Regions from separate parts of the Zea mays genome. Here region 1 is linked to region 2. The links are chromatin contacts, called in public Hi-C maps. All regions are on one chromosome and are shown on one strand. The core of a region is the stretch at or near the end of the contact, and the rest is flanking DNA. Distances in the headings are between cores, read along the strand shown. Region 1 holds the start of LOC103632317 (ABC transporter B family member 28). Region 2 holds the start of LOC100284889 (protein binding protein).

Region 1 (3,103 bases), core at 569-3,068, 610 kb before region 2:
TACTAGAACTGATCAATACAAGAAAAGATGACAATTTCATAAACTGCAAAAAAGATAAAAACCATCTAGCATTTTGTTGAAAGCTGGTTTTTCATCTAATCTTGAATAAATCATGTAAAATTCTTCGTAATCATACAGATTAGACCAATGTTAATGCTATGCATGCCATTATAGAAGTATCACATGTTGCCAGTATCAATGGAAACAAGAACCATATATTTTATTTCTAATCTACAGTACTATTGGTGATATTTCAAAAAGTACATACTTTTAAGTCACAAGTGAGGGATGTGTACTTTGTTAATGAGGTTTTCTTTCACATAACTACCATGATTAAGTATGAAGATGGTGCTGTAATTGCTAGAAAATATGTTACCTTGTGACGATCAAAAAATAACATCTGCAAAAGGCAAAAATAAGAAAGTTTAGACGGGGTTCCAAGCAAGGAGCTATTAACAACAAGAAGTAAATGCACTCTTTTGCTGAGTGGCAAATTGAAAATGTAATGAGAAATGCAGCCTCCAACAAATTCTATGGATAAAGAAACATATGCACTATGACTATGAAAGCAATAGTCATAGACCCATAATACATTGAGAGTTAATAGGCTATACATTAACAGGATTACTAGTACACAAATAGGCAACTAAAGCACAACCTGTTTTAAAGATTTATTTTCATCATCGATGCATAGAATGCCTACTGCACTGGAGTGTTGATATTACATGAATATTTAAATAACTTGCTGCCAGTATCATCCAGGTACGTACTACGTAGTATATTTACCTAGTAGAACTATATTAAATGCTTCTACACCCTAAGAGGGAAAACAATGTGAATCATTCCATCATGACACGGAGAATAATTATATCTCTGAAGGTGTACAAAAAACACTTGATGATAACTTTTTTGAGCTATGGTCAAGGTAACAAAGCCATGCAAGTAATCAGCAAATATCAATTCATCATTCATACAAGCACATCCAATGTTGTCAGAATGCAGAATAAAAAAAAGCATTAATAAAACAGGGGATGTCGGCTGAAAGCACCTTTTGGATCAGAATCCTTCGAAATATCTGGCTCCGCAGCCTTGCCATAACCTGCTCCCAGATGATAGTTATATTGATCACGAATATGATGGTGAAGATGGGCTCCAGTGTGTACAGTATCGCAATCTTGGATAAGAGCCTCCACAATGGCTCGTTCCCCCTCCCAATCAGGGTCTCGAAAAACCTCCCTGCAACAGGAACACAGCACACAGCCAGCCCATTTCAGAAAACCAAACAAGCAGCATCAGCGTCAGCGGCGCATGCGCATCCGAGAGGTCTCAACCAACGCCCTAGTTCCTCACCTGAGAAGAGCGGCATGGAGAGCGTGCAGGTGGTGCAGGCGACGAGCGCGGCGATGCAGACCGCGATGCGGGCCCTGTGTCGCGAGAGCAGCGCCCAGACGCCGGCCCAAGTGACCGCGTCGGAGGAGGATATCGCAGCGGCGACATCGGCTGCCGCGGCGGTGGCGTCGAGAGAAGGCGGCGCGTATGCGGCCTCCGGGCCCGGCGCTGGCGCAGAGATGTAGGCGCACGGCGGGCGCGGGCGCGGGCGCACGAAATGGAGACGATTGCGAGGAAAGAACGATGAGAGCGGGTTTGTAGTGGGAGGGCGAGGGGGTGATAGGGTGGCGCGGGAGGAAGCAGGGGTGAGGAGAAGGCGCGCGCTCCAGGTGGAGATCGCCATGGCGCTGATGGCTTGGTTTGTGCGGATATCTGATGCGGCGATGGGAGGCGGAGACGAGGCGGAGGAACAGGAAATTATATATGCCTGTTGCACGCGTAGCCAAATAGCGGCTATCCGTTGCAGAACTCCACACATCGCAGATGGACAGACATTAGGATGTGCGCAGCGGTTACCGCTAGCAATCCTCCTCCCCTTGCATGCCGTCTGTAGGGGCACCCTACAGCCGCAGCGGTACCCCTACAGTGCCCTTATATGTCGGCCTTCTTCTCTCTCCCCCCAGATCTAGTGTGTCACTGTTCATCACCCTAAACACTATGTTGTGGGTCCACGAGTAATTGTTAGTAGATAAAAAATTGATAGTTAATATAGAAAATGGTATTTTATAGTTGTAGTGGAGTATAGGGTAGTATTTAGGAGAAACCGCTGCGGGAGATGAAAAAATAGGGAGAAAAATAGGGGACAAAAGTGATATAGGAGGAAAAATTTAGGGGTAACGGTTGCGGATAGCCTTAGATATGTACTATCCTGAGTCGTGGTTTAGTTTTACAAATATGAGATAATTAAAAAACTCTACGATACAACCTATAGACTCTAGACCAAAAATATAACTAAAAATAATATGTATAGAGAATTATATAGAGACGGACTCTTCACAGATTGTTCATCTCTTATATTTTTTTCAATTAGCCTATTAAATATCACTCAATAGACCATATCTCAACTACACCACATGTTAATACCGAGGGCGTCCACCGGCGTCACCACGCCTCCACCCTTGCCCTCCCCGTCCCCCGCCAATCTCACAGCGGACTCTCTTCACCACCGCGTCGAAGCCATTCCCCACTCCCCCACTGCGGTCCCCCCTTCCCCGAATTTTTTGCATTTTAGCCCTTCCTTTAAAAAAAATTCACGTTTGGACCCTAGAAAATTTTAATTGCATTTTTGGACCCTTTGCTCGGCGCCATAGCTTATGGCGCCGAGCTAACACAGCTCGGCGCCATAGGCTATGGCGCCGAGGTACGTGCTGCGCTGGCACAAACGGACGTCGTGGCGCCGACGTGGCACCGAGCTCGGCGCCATAGATCTTGGCGCCGAGCTCGGTTATGTACATAAACCTGCCTAGCTCAGTTGGTACAGTGCAAGACTCTAAACCTTGTGATCGTGGGTTCGAGCCCCATGGTGGATGTTTTTTTATACTTTTTGTCTTTGTCGTATTTATTTTTTTTTGTCCAGATTTTTCGTTTATGTCGCATCCAGATTTATTTCTCATCCAGATTTATTTCTTCGGCCTGGAAAGAGCTTGTTGCCGAGACACCAACCATGTAGCAGTAAAAACGGACACGTCAAAGCAACACCAAGGATGTCATATAA
Region 2 (2,720 bases), core at 187-2,686:
CATTACTTAATGCTTTCACTTGTTCTAAAGCGACCACAAACAAGTGGTATATTAGCATGCAAGTGAACAGCAACAACAAAGCCTTTTATCTCGAGCAAGTTGGGGTACGCTAGAGTTAAAATCCAACAGCACACAAGTGAACAACAATGAAATATTCAAAACACATTTATGGAAATTACAGGGAATAGATTCAATAGAAACATCTTGGTCATCATAAAGTTGGCTGAAAATACCAAAATAAACTTGTCGAAACTGGTTACTGAAATAACGGTTACGAAATTGGGAGAATAAGGGCATTTTTTAGGCAGTGAGGATTAAGATAAAAAATGTAAAAGATTATCAGAGGGACCCCTCAGGCACACCCTAAGCAATTTCCCAGTTATGCAAGTCTGCAATATATGAAGTCACGCATGCTATCATGCATCACTCTAAATTTTTTCCATAACAATGCAGCCTTAACATAAACAACATAATTTACACTGACAATCAACCTTCCACATCCCCCTATGAATATTTTTAAGCAGAGGACATCACAAGTTGTCCAATAGTAATAGCCCTGTCATATTATGGAAAAAGAAAAGGGGAATCAAATAAAGGGGAAAAGAAAGGATCGCAATAAAAAGGTGCATAACATCTAGTCTACAACTCAAATTGAGCATCAGCACAGAAATGGTCAACACAGCAGGAAATAGCTACTATACAATCAAAAGCATGAGCACAGAAATTGTCAACACAACAGGAAATAGCTACTATACAATCAAAAGCATGAGCACAGATATTGTCAACACAGCACAACACAACGAGGCCTGGATGTGGCACGTAACTTCACCATGGCAATAAGATGTGACACCAGAAGTATTGGGGGCTCGTGCTCGATCCAAGCAGAGGCTCACCTGAGCTTTAAATCCTCATCACCCGCTCCCTCCTGGTCCGCGTTCCTGCGTCGACGCCTGTACTCGACGGTGACGCTGAGTACGTGGAGGAGGCACTGGAGCACGTAGCCTACGATCCAGACACGGAGCGGCACGGTGGGCCGCTCGCCCACCGATGCGGCGAGTACGGCCGCGGCGACGGCGACGAAGGCGAGGTTCCAGAGCATGTCGAGCACGACGACGGGCTTCGAGTAGGCCCAGTCGGTCTGGCGCTCCTCGAGGTGCTCGGCGGCCGTCTCCCGCACCGCCACGGAGGGCTCCCTCATCAGGCGCCGGCTCCCCGTGCGGCGGATGAACCGCGCCGCGCCGCGGAGGCTCGTGAGCCGCCCTAGCGGGCCACCGGAGGGGCCGGATGCCGGGGAGGTCGGCGGCGAGGGGATGAGGGGTGCGGACGGGGAAGCTGAGTCCCCGCCAGAGGAGCGGCGCGGAGAGGTCGACGCCATGACGTTAGCCAAACAGTCAAACCCTTACTGTTTCTGTCTCTTCTTCTCCCTCGCGTTATTTGCGTTTTGGCACTGATTAGCGTGGTTTTTGAGGGCGACGAGTAAGTTTGGAGCCTTTGCTTTGCTCGTGAGTTCGGTAGGCACCAGCAGTTGGGGGTATTTATGGCTAAACGTGCCACGCAGCAAAGCACTCGCACTAACCGACACTTAGAGCATGTACAATATAGATACCGACATAGATCTTCAAATATAAAATACAACTAATATACCATTTGGTTCACGAAATGTAACATAAATGGTAATAATAACGATTCACACTCGAATATCGGCGTTAACAAATTTGAATAAGATGGTATTTATTTATAGTGTGGTATCGATTATGATTAGACTTAAACAAACATGATTTAACATTATCGGTTACCCATTACGTTACCAATATGTGAATCAAACGGCATAAGACACAATACAATACAAAGGGGTGTATCTAAACCCTGCATCTTAGTTAATACTCCATACTCTTTGTATTAAAAAATGATTGATCTATTGTGCACATGTACTCATGGAACTAGCATATGGCTGAAAGATGGCCAACATATAAATGATGTACGTAGCTTGTGATTATTGTTCCTTCGATCTCGAACCGCGGGCAAGAGTGGTTGCTTGAACAAGAGCCGATTCTTCGTAATTTTTACAATTAGCACCTTAGATACCACTCAAGACACAGGTTATTAATTGGCTTTGTACATACCCTTAGTAATCGTGTTGTGCTATATCAGCACTAGTACCTAACTAGCGGTAAGCACTACACTATAGTATCTAATCGTGTCGTGTCATCACTATACGACACTAACATCTAATAATTCTCGTGCTAGCTCAAACATTATTTCACTTTAAAAGCTCAAAATATATAGAAGTTTTTTAAGATCATATATATAATTTTAAATCTTGAACATTTATACCATTATAAACTGAATTCATTAAGTTTAAAATCATTACAGATTACAATTTACAATCACATTCGCACATCACAATCACATCTATGTAACATTGATTGGTCCAAGTTGTGCATAATCGTGCCGACGACTTAATTATGTCGTGCTCGTGCCAATCCATCGTGCCAGGATGGCGGCCCAAACACGACACTAGACCCGTGTCGTGCCGTCACTGGTACTATATGAATCGTGCACGTGTCGTGCTTAACATGACCCACTTGACCATCTATAGTTGGGGCAATGGAAGCCTGGGACATTTCATCAAGAGTCAGACATGTCCGTTTGACAAGCAACATGGGCAAACAAGATTATCTACAACATTCCCTCTCTCATCTCCCACTATTCCAGCATTT

What was found. A called contact is a pair of places that touch in the nucleus more often than the background predicts.
Region 1: a Hi-C map of ear shows a contact between it and region 2, with 2.2 times the contacts expected there. The contact joins the promoter of LOC103632317 here to the promoter of LOC100284889 in region 2. A contact is called at or near these places in 2 of 25 Hi-C or Micro-C datasets (ear and endosperm).

The regions. Positions count from the first base shown.
Region 1 is chr7:46,213,700-46,216,802 of Zm-B73-REFERENCE-NAM-5.0, reverse strand. LOC103632317 (ABC transporter B family member 28) reads right to left here and starts at 1,818. Exons shown (of 15, transcript XM_008654140.4): 1 at 1,351-1,818; 2 at 1,049-1,236; 3 at 377-400. The coding sequence starts at 1,732.
Region 2 is chr7:45,599,757-45,602,476 of Zm-B73-REFERENCE-NAM-5.0, reverse strand. LOC100284889 (protein binding protein) reads right to left here and starts at 1,436. Exons shown (of 5, transcript NM_001157784.2): 1 at 894-1,436. The coding sequence starts at 1,375.